Linked DNA regions of Mus musculus: region 1 is linked to region 2. Evidence: chromatin contacts called from public HiChIP or PLAC-seq data. All regions are on one chromosome and are shown on one strand. The core of a region is the stretch at or near the end of the contact, and the rest is flanking DNA. Distances in the headings are between cores, read along the strand shown.

The links. HiChIP or PLAC-seq counts read pairs in DNA pulled down with a chosen protein or histone mark.
Region 1: a contact with region 2 is called in an H3K27ac HiChIP or PLAC-seq map of heart atrium, with 7 times the contacts expected there. The contact joins two enhancer-like sites. A contact is called at or near these places in 3 of 15 datasets of contacts at CTCF or cohesin (the NIH/3T3 cell line, large pre-B cells and pro-B cells), 2 of 484 Hi-C or Micro-C datasets (both in bone marrow-derived macrophages), 5 of 115 datasets of contacts at active chromatin or transcription factors (astrocytes, embryonic basal ganglia, embryonic stem cells and 1 more) and 2 of 9 other capture datasets (adipose tissue and embryonic stem cells).

The regions. Positions count from the first base shown.
Region 1 is chr8:125,363,468-125,370,765 of GRCm38.p6, reverse strand. No RefSeq gene overlaps it. Among named protein-coding and RNA genes, the nearest start is that of Gm30713, 19 kb to the left of the region's middle. Within about 2 kb of position 2,200, at least 38 of the 459 cell types and tissues checked have an H3K27ac peak or open chromatin away from gene starts, as enhancers often do. A contact at or near this core is called in heart atrium, where this site is marked.
Region 2 is chr8:125,182,694-125,190,548 of GRCm38.p6, reverse strand. All of the region lies in intron 9 of Disc1 (disrupted in schizophrenia 1), which reads right to left. Among named protein-coding and RNA genes, the nearest start is that of Disc1, 130 kb to the right of the region's middle. Within about 2 kb of position 5,953, at least 30 of the 459 cell types and tissues checked have an H3K27ac peak or open chromatin away from gene starts, as enhancers often do. A contact at or near this core is called in heart atrium, where this site is marked.

The DNA of each region.
Region 1 (7,298 bases), core at 951-3,450, 180 kb before region 2:
AAAAACAACTTTATGCAGTGGTTATCGTGTCGGAACATAGAATTTGGGTGACCTGTATTGCCTGGATTCATCCCCAACACTTCCAAAAAGAAAAAAAAAAAAGTCAACAGAAGAAAAGCTCTGTCTCAAATCAGGCCACGGAGATTATTTGTAAATGTGCAGCCGGGCCTTGGGGGACTTGGAACGCTACAGTGGCAAGCAGCTAGTGTTTGTTTTTAATCGTTCCTTCTCCGGCTCACTTTCTCTTAGCCAGACAAAGTTTATAAACTTGGGGCAGCTCTGCATTTCCCCCCAAGACATTTTCAGGCTGTAGTTCTGGGACTCTAGCTGATGAGGAACATTCCAGAACTACCATCCTCCTGCCATCAAGGGCCGTGAGGGTGACTGAAAGAAAATTGGTTGGCTTGTCTCCCTGGCTCTACCTTGAGGACATGCTTGCTTCTACTTCCCATTCCATTTATTATTGATAGGCTGTTTATTTTCCTCACTTCCATGAGACTTACAATCCGAATGAATCGCTCTGGCTCTTGGCTGGGGGAGGGGAAGCGCTTTCTGCTGTAACTCACTGATCCCTGCATAGGGCACTAAAGGGGATGGGGACTTGAGGGGTGGGAGGAGGTGCCGTCAAGCTGGGACAGGGGTAGGGGCATGCATAGGTTTAGGTCTTACAGTGACTCAGCTGAACACCCCAGGCAGCCAGCTCCAGAAGGCCCATAATTCTCAAGGTCACAGCCCTCCAGAGTTGGCTGGGGATTAAGTCAGTCTCCTGGGAGCCCTTCATGTGCAAGTTCCTTTGTTTAATAGAAGGAGAAAGGCCTGGCGGGTTGCCTTTCCTGCCAGCGGAGGGAGGGCTGGGAATAAGTTCTTTCTTAGTCCCAGTGGGTTAGGGACAACAGAGAAGTAAAGTGCCCTCTAAGGCACCGGAGACATGTCCGTCTGTCAGTCCATGTGTGCCTCTGGGTCTCAGTCTGCCCCCAACTCCACACCAACCCCTTCATAAGCACCCATGAGGAAGAACTGGCCCAGAAGTGCAACCTTGACCCTGGCCTTCTTGGTCCTCCATAGAGAGGCATGGAGTAAACATGGCTGTGCAGTGCTTTCCCACAGGCTATGACACTGTACGTCCTGGGGACTTCCCCATGCTCTGCGGAGATCCCAGGGACTTGGCTGGTTTTTGATGTCAACTTGAGACAGGTAAGACTCATCTGGGAAGAGGGACCCTTAAGTGAGAAAATGCCCTCCCCACCCCCACAACTCCCATTGGTCTGTGGAACCTTTTCTTTTCTTTTTTTTTTTTTTTTTTAAAGATTTATTTATTTATTACATGTAAGTACACTGTAGCTGTCTTCAGAAGAGGGTGTCAGATCTCGTTACAGATGGTTGTGAGCCACCATGTGGTTGCTGGGATTTGAACTCTGGACCTTCGGAAGAGCAGTCGGGTGCTCTTACCCACTGAGCCACCTTTTCTTGATTAATGGGTGATGTGCATAGGCCCATCCCGGGGGATCCTGGACGGTAGAAGAAAAGAAAGAAGGCAAAACGAACCACCAGGAACAAGACAATAGCAGTACTCCTCCGTGGCTTCTGTCTCAGTTTCTGCCTCCAAGTTCCTGCTTTACTCCTGCCTGACTCCATGCAGTGATGGATAGTTACCCGCAAGTATAAGCAGAATCAAACCCTTTCCTCTTCCAGTTTCCTTTGGTCAAGGTGTTTGATCACAGCACTAGAAACCCTAAGACGTTCCTGCTCACTGAGAGCCACAGCTGTGGCTCCTCTCAGTTCCTACTGCTTCTAGGGTCTTGGAGTCCTGAGCTGCTTCTACTCTGGGGCCTGGATGGCAGCAGTGGACCCTCCAGACTTTCTCACACATTACCTGGAGACTGACTTCCTCAAGTTGACGCCAAATGGCCTCTTGGACTGGCCTGGCTGCCAAGTGTGAGCAAGCACAGGGTGTGAGTTTTGCCCTTAGAGACCCAGGTCTGAACTGCACAGCCAGGAGTGGAGGAGGAGAAAGAAGGGCTCTCTCTCTCTCTCTCTCTCTCTCTCTCTCTCTCTCTCTCTCTCTCTTTCCCTCTCTCTCTCTGAAATGCAGTTCCCTGGAGGGAGGCCTCAAGGGTTCCCAGCCCAGCAGGAAGTGAACTGGTCTGGGTCCAGTCCTGAAAGGAGAGAAGGCAGCCCTGAAGGCTTATCAGACCTCAGCCAAGCTAAAGCTTGGCTCCCGGAGGACCTGAGGGAAGCCAGGTTTGGCTTGCCTCAGGCCAGCCCTACCCAAATCCCCGGAGGCAGCAAACCCCCAACACTATCAAAATACAGTCCATAAATAAAGCCTCCTTGGCAGCCAGCTCTGGGCTGGAAATAGAGTCCCCCTGGAGTGACCTTTCCAGACAAATGCTGGAACTGAAGGTCAAAAGAACCTTCTAAAGTGACAGAGGGGCGGCAGGTGCTTGCAGGACATGGAGATGTTTCCCACAAATTCATATGTTAGAACATTTGGACCCCAGCTGGTGGCCCTGTCTTGGGACTTTGTAGAGCCTTTAGGAGGGGCAGGGTGCATACCTGCTTCTCTCTTACTTCCCCATCTGCCATCTGTGAGAAGCTCGCTGTAAGGTCCCACTGCCATGGCTTCCCTGCCTTGAGACTGCGAGGAGACCATGCGCCAAAATAACCCTGTCTTCTTATAAGTCCACCCTCCGCTATTTCGTCATAGAAAAACCTGAGTCCTTAACAGACCCAGCCCTGCTGATGAGGGTTTCAATCAAAGTGTCCAGGCCTTACAGATTTGACCATCCCTGCCCGACACTGGAGACTTCCCTAAATACCTAGTAAAGCAGTGGGTCAGAAGTCAATGCCTCATCTGTCCCCAGCATGGGGACAGGGGGAGATCTGGCTCTGCCCTAAAGAAGCAGAGGCCAAAGGGAACCTGCTTCTGCTCTGTGAGTGTCACAGTCTGAGGAAGGCAGACACAGACTAGATGGATGAAGAGACCTGTAGAGACCAAGGGTGGGAGGCACAGCCTGGAGGAGGCTGTCTGAGGAGGGACCTTACACAAGCAGAGCAAGCACGGGTGGTGAAGGAGTCAAGCTGTGTCGATCTGAGTGAGAGGGCAACCTGGGAGAGGAAGGGCCAGGCTCACAGATGGGACTGGGTAGGGCACAGGGTTTAGGATACCACTGGAGTGCCACCTGTGAGCTGGCAGGCTGATGTGTTCCCCCACCCCTACCTGGCTGACTACTCACTGAATTTGAGATTTACACACCAGAGTAAACTACAGAGCTGCTGTTGGGAGAGGCTGCACTCCTCCTGCCTCATGACCTCACAGCCTCAGAGACTCATAGATAGATGTCTGTAGCTCCCGTACCTCGTGTCCTTATGAGTGTCCCTTGAGCTGTTTGTGAGTATGTGAGTGTGTGAAAGAGAGAGACAGAGGTAGAGACAGAGAAAGGGAGAGGGAGAGAGACAGACAGAGACAGAGAGAAAAGGAGGGAGAGAGGGGGAAGGAAGGCACATAAGTACATGCATGCACACAAACGTGTGCACACACACATGTACACATGTATGAGCACATGCAACAAACCCCAACATAGCCAGCTGAGTGGTCTCCACAACTGGGTGTCCTGACCTCCCAGCACTGTCCTTTTATGACCTGCTTGCTCTCCAGGAGAGATATGGCCTGGAACCTATGCCTCCCCTTGCATACTGTCTTCGGTCCTCTCTGAAGACAGAGCAGATGGCCAGACCTCCTTCTCAGTACTCCAGGTGAGGTTAGCTTGGCTCTAGAGGAACAATGCCATAGCTCTCTCTGGGGAACGTTACTGAGCATTGCGGCCCCTAGAACTGCAGCAGGGAGATGCAGATAGAACAGAATGGGAAAGCAGGTCTCCTCAGGAGGCTGTGGAGGCCTCTGCTTATCCTCCATGGCCTGCACCCTTGTTAGATCTTTATTCACCTACAGCATCAGCCTTGAAAGCCAATGACTTTCCAACAGCCAAGGATGCTTGCCAAGGTTTGCATTGGGCCTGGCCTTTGCAGATATCATTCACATCTTCTCACAGAAGTGGCATGTAGGCAGCGTCACAGACTCCTGCTCCACAGCTGGATAAACGGATGCTAGACAGATATACTACTTTCCCAGGGGTGCAGAATATGGCTGGAAGCTGTGTCCTGCTCTAGTCTACCGTCAGTTGGATACCTATACAAGGCCTGCACAAGATCAAGCCAGCTAAAATTCCATCATGGGCAGGAGAAGCACTCACCAAGTCCCACCCCCAGCTGAGGAACTTTTGACAGTGTCATCCCTAGGCAGGTGGGCCTGGGCAGGTTGTCTGAGAAAGCCAATGGCATAGGCCAGGAAGTGTGTCAGCAAACACCATTCATCTGTAGGTTCTGTGCCAAGCTCCTGCTTCAGTTCCGGCCCAACTTCCCTTAGGAATGAACTGTGACCTGGAAATGTGAGCTTCCAAATAAATCCTTCTCTCCCCTAAGTTGCTTTTGGTCCTGATAATTATCACAGGAGCAGAAGAGCAAACCAGAACACATGTATAAATGTTTCAAACAACAAATAAGGTACATATTAAAAAATTAAGCACACTTTAGCCATTTGTAGTCAAGTGAATGTCAGCCCTTTCTACACAAGAAACAGCTTTTGATGGACGGAAAGATCTCAGCCCTAGAAGCCCATGAACAAAGGGAAGGAGTCTGGAATGAAAGTGGACACTGCCATGTGCAGAGCTCCTCCCTGGGATCAGGGCTTCCTTGGTATTATTCCTTCCAGGATCCGCATTCTGAGAGACAAGGCAAGAAGGCTTCTATCGATGAAACAATCGTTACCGTTACCGTCAGGTTCCAGGATGCTGCAAGCTCCCAGCCACAAGACTGTTCCTGAAGGTCACTTCAGATGGCCGCGAGGGGGCCTGAGTTACATTTTCTCATTGCGAATCAATTGCAGAAGCCTACAGACCTGCTGATGAGGCATCTGCTTTAAAGTCACGTACGAGGAGAGATGGGCAGAAAAAGGCCAGAGCTGGGAGGAAAGGAGCCACAGTGGTGGCTTCGAGATAACCCTGCTGAGCCCTTCGCAGATTAGCATGAAGGCCAGCTGATGCAAGCTTGGTGGCGCTTGGCCTCTAACCCCAGCACTTGGGAAGCAAAAGGATGAGAAGTTGAAGATCATTTTAAATATCTTCAGCCAGGCCAAGGCCATCTCAAGATACAATGTGAGGCCGTGTCTCAAAAAATGAGAGAGAGAGAGAGAGAGAGAGAGAGTTAGTTTTGTGCATGTCTGATATAGGTGCTGGGAACTCTTACCCAGGGTCCTGATGGGACCTGCACACTGGAGTTCAAGCCCCATGTCTCTTTGAAGGCAAATACATCTTAATGCCCTATGAACTCTGTGTGGACATTTGGAATGGCTTGGGAACGTCTATTGTCACACGTCTACTCTCAGTCAAACTGAATAATGATAAGCTAACTTTTTTGTTCATCTGTGGCTTGGTCTTCTATCTGTTTTTCTTCTACCCTCCCCTGCCTCCCCCACACTCTCTTCCACATGTTAGCCCATCTGTTCTAGGTGGGGTGTTCCTGTTTATTTCAGCTCTCTGGCACAAATACTTGGAACTGTCACAGACTGTGGAAACAGTCAGGCCCAGAACCTGTATCAGGGAGTGGAGGTGACAAGATGTCCATAAAGCTCCCATTGTGTCTGACATTGCGCTTTTCGGAGCAGGCGTGGGCAGAAGGTAGGTTGAGGGTGTGGACATCAAGCCTATAGAACGCCCTTAGTCGGTGAAGACAGCAAGGCCTGGACTCCCATCCTCACTACTACAGGTGACCTGTGATTTAGCTACTTACTGTTCTTGGCTTTCTGCCCCTCTCCTTTTCTGCTCTGAGTGACAGAGCCAGGCTCCCCTTTGATCATGGAATCAAGGTGGTAGCCCCTGGCAAGTGCTATGCTCCATGGACCTTCCACACCCATATGTGCAACTGCGCTGGCAGAAATTCTCCTGCTCACTCTCCCTGAGGGAGAAAGCACAGGGCCCTGGCTCCATCCAGATCTTCAATGTTTTGCCACCAAAGCAGGGTGGCAGGATGGTTCTGAGCGTCTGTGGTACGTGTGTGGCATGCATACGTTTTGAAGGAGTTTTGCAGTGGTTCTCCAATCTTCCTGGAGCCTCTGTGGAGTAACATAATCGCAGGTGTGGTGGCTCCTTTGCTATGTGTGGTGTAAAGATGACAGGGTGCCAAGGTAGGGTGGTGGGGTAGCATGGTGATGCTTTGTCCCCGCTCTGCAACACAAACAGGACGGTGAGGCATTGCCAGGAATGATAAGGGAGAGGGGAAACCCCTCCCACAGAGGGGGTGTCACCATCCTCAAGTAGCCCAGATACAAAGTCTTCCCAGGAAGAAACAAAGTTATCAGCCAGCTAGAAAGAAAGAAACAAACTTACCTGCCAGCTAGAAAGAAACAATGTTACTCGCCAACCTTCTCTCTTGATGATGGATGCATTTATTCTTGCTGCCATTGCAATTCTTTGGCCTTCCAACTTGGACTAAAAACAATCATTGGCAGACCAGGACTGCTGAGGTCCTGTATAATAGTCTAGTCTCTTTTTCTCCCTCCCTCCCTCCCTCCCTCCCTCCCTCCCTCCCTCCCTCCCTCCCTCCCTCCCTCCCTCCCTCCCTCCCTCCCTCTCTCCCTCCCTCCCTCCTTCCCTCCCTCCCTCCCTCCCTTCCTCACCCCCCCCATGAGTATATAGGCCAGATTAGATGGGATTTAAAAAAAGTAGATAAAGGCAGGTCTATTAGGAGGCAGTTCTCTTGGGTGGGTTCACCCACCTCACAGGTGAAGTCACACATTTAGGCTTAAAGCAAGGGGGTTTATAGAGTTTTGGTGAGGAGATTGGCCTGGAGATTTCTCTGAGGAGTTTCTCTGAGGGTGTCTAAAGCAATCTCAGGTCTGGAGGTAGGTGGCTTATGGGATGAAGCTGGTCCAGCAACTGCACAGCTCCAAACGGGGGAGGGAGGGGGTCAGCTGAAAAGTTATCTCTCAAATCAAGACTTTTCTTTTATTAAAAACAGGTAGGTTCCTGTATCTCTCCCCCACCCCCACCTCCACCCCACCCCCAAATAATTCTGCCTTACATCCTAGATGTTCCCTGGCCATCTTTGCTTTGGAAGAGCAGAGCCAAAGCAGTGGATGTGGGCTGTGGGAAGAGCTGGCTGAGTTCTCAACACACTTGGCTCAACGTCTATCTTCATTTTGCTAATAAACACCATGTCCTTCATCAGGCTGTTCTTCAGGG
Region 2 (7,855 bases), core at 4,704-7,203:
CCCTTCTCCCTCTCTCCTTCTCTCCCCCCACCCTGTCTCTGTCTCTCTCTGTGTCTCTCCCCCCCTCTCTCCTATGTCTCTCCCCTTTCTCTGTGCCTCTCTCCCTTTCTCCATCTCTCTCTCTCTCCTTCTGTCTCTCCTCCTCTCCCTCTCCCCCCTTCTCCCCCTTTCTCCTCTCCCTATGTCTCTCTTGTATCTCTTTCCCCCTCTCCCTCTCTCCTTCTCTCTCCCCTCCCCGTCTCTCTGTTTCTATCTTCCCCTTCCCATTCTCCTCCCCCTGCTTTCTCCCACCCCCCCTTCCCTAACCTCTGTCTTACTTCATCCTATCTCCTCCCTCCCCTGAAGATGAGGGCAGCATCAGGAGACCCTGAAAACCAAACACTCTAAGGTGGCAGGAAGCAGGACACAAAGCATGAAAAGGGAAACTTCCTTTAGTGGATGGGCAGATCAGGAGCTTCCGGTCACCCTCAGCTATGTAGTAAGTTCAAGGCCAGCCTGGGCTACGTGAAACCTTGCCCCAAAATAACAAGAGTCTGACACATTCATTAATACCAAGTTTTGAAACAGACAATGTTAGTTGTCTGTCATATATTACAGGAGAGATATCACAGGAACAACATCCTATTATTAAATGAAACCCAATGTTGTTATAATTATTTTTTAAATTTATTTAATTTAATTGGCTAGGATAATGAAAATGTCCCCATAGGAGACTCGCATTCAGCACGGCATAGATAGGACCATCAGCCGTAGACATCGAGGTCTCATCTCCCGGTCTGGTCTCTGCCTCCCCCAGATTATTTACACACTGTGAAGTCAATTTGTGATTTATCTTTCTGATGCTTAATAAAGGACGATTGCTAGCTTAAAAATAGAAATAAAAGGAGAGAAGGAAGGAAAGGAGGAAGAGAGGGAGGAAGGGAGGGAGGAAGGGAGGGAGGGAGGGAGGGAGGGAGGGAGGGAGGGAGGGAGGAAGGGAGAGGGAGGAAGGGAGAGGGAGGGAAAGGAGGGAGGAAGGGAGGAGGGAGGGAGGGAAGAAGGGGGGAGGGAGGGAAAGGAGGGAGGAAGGGAGGAGGGAGGGAGGGAGGGAAGAAGGGGGGAGGGAGGGAGGGAGGGAGGAAGGGAGGGAGGGAAGGAGAAAACCCTTCCCTTTCCCAGCCTTTTCAGAAGGAGGTGAAACACAAGATTATCTCCACCTAGCTGGAGACCCTGACAACAGACTGAGCCAATCAGCCTGAGGTTTGTAGCTCTCTGTACAGCCACAAAAGGTGGCCACTGAAAGCCACAGTGCCACCAAGGGCTCCTCCTGCCCTTCCCATCACCTGAAGCCTCCTATAGGACTGCTGTCTGTCAGATGAATGCTCCCCACAGGTCGCCCCTGGGTGCTATAGGGAGATGGTAGAACTTTGGGGTTACCCAATGGGTAGTCTTTAGCTCATTGGTGGTGTGCCCTTCAAGGTGACTAGTCTCGTACTGTATCTCCATGTCCTGGCTCACAGAATGAACCTGGTTCTCCTACATGGGTCCACCATGGCGTGCTGGCTATTCCAACACCATGGGCCACTGACCCCATGTGCTTAGGCAGAACATCACAGCAGCTGGATCACCCAGAGCCCAGGCTCTGAGCCCCGTGCCTGCTGATGCTCACCAAGGCATTGTGATGACTTCAGTTAAACCTGTTGACACCACACCGGTACCCTGATCCTCCCTCCAGCTAGAGTTCAGACAAACACCGGTACCCAGCCCCTCACAGCAGCCTGTCACACAGGGTCTTTCCCCTCCCCAGTGTGTCCCCAGGAGCCCTCAGCTGGTTCCCTGCAGATTTCCGTGAGATGCTGCAGTGGGTTCGCTACCCAGCCCGAAGCACGGAATGCCCCTGCCAGGGCTCTCTGGGACTCCTCTCTCTGGGGTCTGTCCTGTGCAGCCTTTGGAAGGCACAGATGCCAGCCAGTCGCTGACTACTGGAATGATCCCTTAACTCCTGAGTCCTTTCTGAATCCACAGGAGATCAAAGGCTGTGCTTGCCCAGATCTCCTTAAATGGTCATTCCACACTGGAGTGCTCCTCAGAACTTGACAGGGAAGACACAGTTTGTGAGATAAGCGTTGGGGTTGGCGCCCCTTCCACAGCCACATATGCAGGGAGTCAAGCCCACCTCATTGGTGTGTGTGTGTGGTGTATATGTGGTGGTGGTGGTGGGGTATATTGTGTGTGGTGTGTATGTGTGGCATGTGTGTGGTATGAATGCCTGTATGTGGTGTATATGGTGTGTGTATGGTGTGTGTGGTGTATATGTGGTGGTGGGGATACTGTGTGGGTGTGTATGTGTGGCATGTATGTGGTATGTGTGGTGTATGTATGTGAGTCAGTGTGGTGTGCATGTGTGTATGGTGTGTGTGTTGTAGTGTGTGTGGTGTGTATGTGTGGTGTGTATATAGCTGTGGGGGGGTGTGGTATATATGTGTGTATAGTGTGTGTATATATGTGTTGTGGTATATGTATGTGGTATGTGTGTGTGGTGTGTGCTGCATTGTGTGTAGTGTGTATGGTGTGTGTGGTGCATGTGGTGTATGTGGTGTGTACCTGTGTGTGGTGTGTGTGGTATGTATGTGTGGTGTGTGTGTGGCTGAGGTATGTGTGTATGGTATATATGTGTATATAGTGTGTGTGTATGTGTGTTGTGGTGTGTGTCTGTGGTGTGTGTGTATAGTGTGTGCCTGTGTGCTGTGTATGTGTGTGTGAGTGAGCACACAAGTGCACAAATGTCTAGATAAAAAGCCAAAGGACAGCCTCAGGAGTCATCCCGCAGACATCATCCGCAGACAGACGCTATCCACAGACAGACACCATCTGCAGACAGACGCCATCCACAGACACCATCCACCTTCTTTTTGAGTCAGAGTATCTTGTTAGCCTGGAACTCAGCCTCTTGACTATAAATCCCTAGAGGTTCCAATGCCTCAGCCTCCCTAGCACTGGGATCACAAGCATGCGCCACCTCTGTCTGTCTGTCTGTCTGTCTGTCCCTTTCTTTCTCCCTCCCTCTCTCCCTCACCCCCCCCCTTCCCTCTCTCCTTTTACACTGGTCTTCATGCTTGCATAGCAAGCACTGAACCGAGAGAGCAACCTCCCAACATCTGGCCATCTCTCTCCACGTGGATCTGTCACCTGAGGAAGAGGCAGAGGCTCCCGAGGTGAGCCACAGCGGGTCATCACGCCAGCAATGGGAAATCACATGCAGGAGATTATCTTACAACGGCAAGGGAAGTATTAAAAGAGAAAGCTCATGTCAAAGCCAATTTATTAAATAATTGCTTATCTTGGGGCGCAGGGAACCTACCTCTGAAACCTGCACTTATCTTGGAGGCAGGCTGCCTCCCCAACAGAAGTCTGTCAGAGGCAGAAGAGGGGGAGGGGAGCGGTTCCATACGGATTTTCTTCTCCTGCCACCCTAAGCATTGTCAAGACCCAGCTCCTGTCGTCTGGGGTGGTTTAAAATAAAACTTTTCTTAAGAACAGATGGAAAGAGGGACACACAGGCAACAGTGGGCAAACAACGGCAGAGTGTCAAACAGTGACGACGGGAAAAGGAACGGAAAACAGACAGCAAACACTGGAGCCTCCTCCGAGACAGCGACCCACCCGGCACAGCCTTTCTGGAATGAAGCCCTTCTCTGTGCACAGTCCCCTCGTTCTGTAGTCGGCTAGGAACTGGAAGTAGGGTCCCGAGATCAAGAGTGATGTGCAGCTGTGTCTGATATCAGAAGAGCTGGGAGTCACAGGAGCTCCCAAGCAAATGAAGAAAAACCACTGCAACAAGAACCCACAGCATGGACACTTAAGATAGAGGTGGTGTGTGTGTGTGTGTCTGTGTCTCTGTGTGTATCTGTGTGTGTATCTCTGTGTGTGTCTGTCTTTCTGTGTATGTCTGTGTGTAAGTTTGTGTGTGTCTCTCTGTATTTGTGTGTGACTGTGTGTCTCTGTGTGTTTGTGTGTGTGTTTGTGTGTATGTGTCTGAGTGTGTCTCTGTGTGTACGTCTCTGTGTGTGTTTGGATATCTGTGTGCATGTCTGTGTGTGTCTGTATGTGGCTCTGTGTGTATGTGTGTGTCTTATGTGTTGTGTGTATTATATATGTATGTCTATGTGTATGGTGTGTCTGTGTGTCTGTATGTGTGGTGTGTCTGTATGTCTGTATGTGTGGTGTGCCTATGTGTGTCTGTGTGTGTGTCCACGTGTCTCTAGGTGTGTATGTGTGTGCGAGTGTGTATGTGTATGGTGTCTGTGTGTGTAATGTACCTCTGTGTGTGTGTGGTGTCTATGTGTGTAATGTGTGTGTGTGGTGTGTGTGTTTAACAATAATGAAAGTCAATGCTGAAGGAGGTAAAATACCTGTATAATTCAATGCACTGAGGGGTCAAGTACAAAAGTAAACATGACAGCGTCTTTCTGAGAGATGGGTACTGATCCTTCTACTAAGAGCACCCGACTTTCCAAGTTGCAATACAACACTGACATCTACAAATATGTTGGGCAATGTTCATAGCCTTCCTGAGCTCACCCATGGGCTAACAGATCAATAACACCTGCTAGACAAAGACACCCCCATGCCTGGGCCAATGGCTACTTCATGAGTCTCTCAGTGAGCGAAGGCTCAGTTGCTATCCACACAGTTACCTGATACATGATCTAAAACAACCAGGGGGTCCCTGGTATCTGCTCAGGAATGCTTAGGGGCCAGATAGCTATGGAACCTATGGTCTTGGGTTACCAGGGTGGCAGGCAAAGGTGTCTATTGAATAGATGCCATTGGGTGACCTAAAACATTTGAGCATTGCTTGCCATCCCCATGACCCCAGATACCACACCACTACACACACACCACACACACACATACACATATCTTCACATACACACTGACAGACATGCACACATACACACATACATATATACACTACACCTTCACACACACACACACACACTGAAACACACATGAACACACACTAAAATACACATGCACACACACACACACACAGAAACATACCATATAACTAAGATAGAAAGGGGTCATCGTTGGTGCCGGCAGTGGAAGGATCTATGAGGAGGGAAGGAGCCCCATGTAGAGGGGGTGGCAGAGGGTCTGGAGTTTAGGAACTCACTTCTCTGCCCATCCTGGAGCTCAGCCAGTGGCACATGGCTGCCTTCAAAACGCTCTACTCCCCACGATGTGTGATGTGTGGCATCTTGAGTTTGAGTCTGTCCCATCTTAATCACAGCCACCTATACAGGGATCTTAGAACTCGGTGGGCCTGGGAGAACCCTCCCTGAAGCCCAGTGACAGACTGTGACAGTGGATTCTGAAGTCTCCTGTTCCCCTTCCAAAGACAGTCTAAGCCATGTTGGCAATGTGAGGGTTAATGGCCACAAAGACAAGTCTTTACTAAGCCACACCCACATTAGGTCACACCCCTACACTAAGCCACACCCACATTAAGCCACACCCCTATTCTCATTGCTGCCTCACCTGGATTCCTACTTCAATAGAAATGATCATCCTCTGGGAGGGCTTAAAAATCTTTGTTCCTAGGGCCAGCAGGATGGCTCACATGCATGTGCCATGTCACATGAACCCCTACATATATACACCCCCCCCCACACACACACACAGGTCAAATAAGTAACTTACTTTCTAAGAAAATCTAACAGCACTGTAGGAGAGGAAAACAGCCAGCCAGTGGGTCACACAACAACAACAACAACCATGAACTGCAGGGCTGAGTGCCTGAGACCCAGCGTCCTCAGCCTTTTACCAGGCTTGGAGATGAATTCCTCCTGCCCCACAGCTCTGCCAGCAGCCTAATTAATTAAAGCAATCAGTTTGGGGTTCCCCGCGGCTGGCACGGGAGCTTTGAGCTTCTCCTTGGTGCCTGGCTCATGCCTCTATTATTACCTTTTAAACGCAGCTCCAACCACTCACTGTACAGAGTCCTCTGTACAGGGAACCTCAAAGGCATCGACCCAAGTCTGTGCCGAACAGGAGCCGCAAAGGCATCTTCGTCAATCTTTCTTTAAATCTTCACTTCCTGCCACAAGGACAGGTCAATTGACGACCAACTAGACAAGTGGAAAAGCAATGTAAGGTTCTGAAAGAGGGTTTAAATAAAATATCCCTTGTCATCAAGCCTGTTAAGAAGATAGATGTCTCAAGGCAGGTGCGCAGAGGGTACAGGACCCGGCACAACCGCTCAGAGCCAAGAGCCAGGATGGAGAGGATGCTCAAAAGGCATGCAGCTGTGCTGATGTATCTGTTACTTTATTCTGTGTTTTACAAGAGAAAGATTGAGTCTCTCAAGGTGACAGACGAGCTCCCAGAATGCCCCTCTCTTGGAGTTTCTCTGTGACTGGCTCCCAGCAGCAGCGAGAGCCTCGGCTGGTGAGCTTCACCACAGCGCCCTCTTGTGGCCATAGTCCGGGTGGCGCTGCTCCTGATCCCTTCCTGAGAGTTCACTCCTGGCTCTAATTACAACTTATTTACAACCCTTCTCACTCCTGGTTTTAATCACAACTTAGTTACAATCCTTCACCCGGGTTACAAGGGGAGTCCAGTCCGTGCAGAGCACGGTAGCTCGGGTAGAGTTGTGTTTTCTTCCCTTTTTTTTTTCTTTGTAGTTTCCTACCATCCTTCTTCCTGCCTCTTCTTCTAAGATCTGGCTGAGAAGCCAGCAGCCAGGTCAGACTTCCCATCCTCTAAGATGGCATCTCCCTCCAGTGGCCCACATCTTGAGAAGATCCTGTATATAACTTCGGGACAAAGGGACCACTGGCCCAGAGCTGCCCCTCACCCGTAGAGGTTCTGTGCACTGTTTGTAAAAGAGAGACTGGATCACAAGGGGAGGTGCCTGAGGAACGCAGAGCTGTGAGGAGGAAGCAGAAATTCAGTGTGTGTGGCCTGCAGGGCTAGGCAGGCATGCCAAGCTGTGTACTGCTATGCCAACACAAGTATATATTAGGTGAAAAGATAACTTTCTCTTGAAAGATTCATCATCCTTAGTAGTATTACTCTTTTAAGACATCCCAGTGCTCACTGGACTAAAGATTCTTGGTCTGGGCAGTGGTGGTGTACACCTTTGATCCCAGCACTCAGGAGGCAGGGAATCTCTGTGAGTTTGAGTCCAGCCTGACCTACGTAACAAGCTCTAGGACAGTCAAGACTACGGAGAAAGACCCTGCCTCAAAAGGAAGTTATAACCGGACAAAGACTTGATCGACCCCCTTCTGTGTGAGTCTCTGGGATCTTTTCGCTCTGTCAGCTTCCCTTACACGGTGATAGAGACACAAGCCAGTGTGGAGACGGTAACTGGCCTGTATGCTCAGGGTGCTCAGGGGTCTTTCCAGACATGAAGACTGAGAGTAGTAAATATGCTTCAGAGGCAGACAAGGAGTGTCACACAGACTCAGTTCTGGGAAAGCTTACTGGGCACATACACAGAATGTTACTCAGGCATTCCCTCCGGGCTGGAGAGCCAGCCCAGCAGAGAAGAGCACCTACTGCTCTTGCAGAAGACATGAGTTCTGTTCTCAGTATCCGGATCAGGAAGCTCACAACCACCTATAATTCTAGCTCCAGGGTTTCTGATGCCCCCTTCTGGCTTCCATGATACCTGAACTCACGTGCTGGAGAACTCATTCATTCTCTCTCTCTCTCTCTCTCTCTCTCTCTCTCTCTCTCACACACACACACACACACACACACACTCTTAAACTTAAGATAAATCTTTTTTAAATTTCCTCTTACAAGGAGCAGGGAAACTCGTGAAACCTACAGGACTCCCAGGCTCCTTCTCAAGGCTGTATCA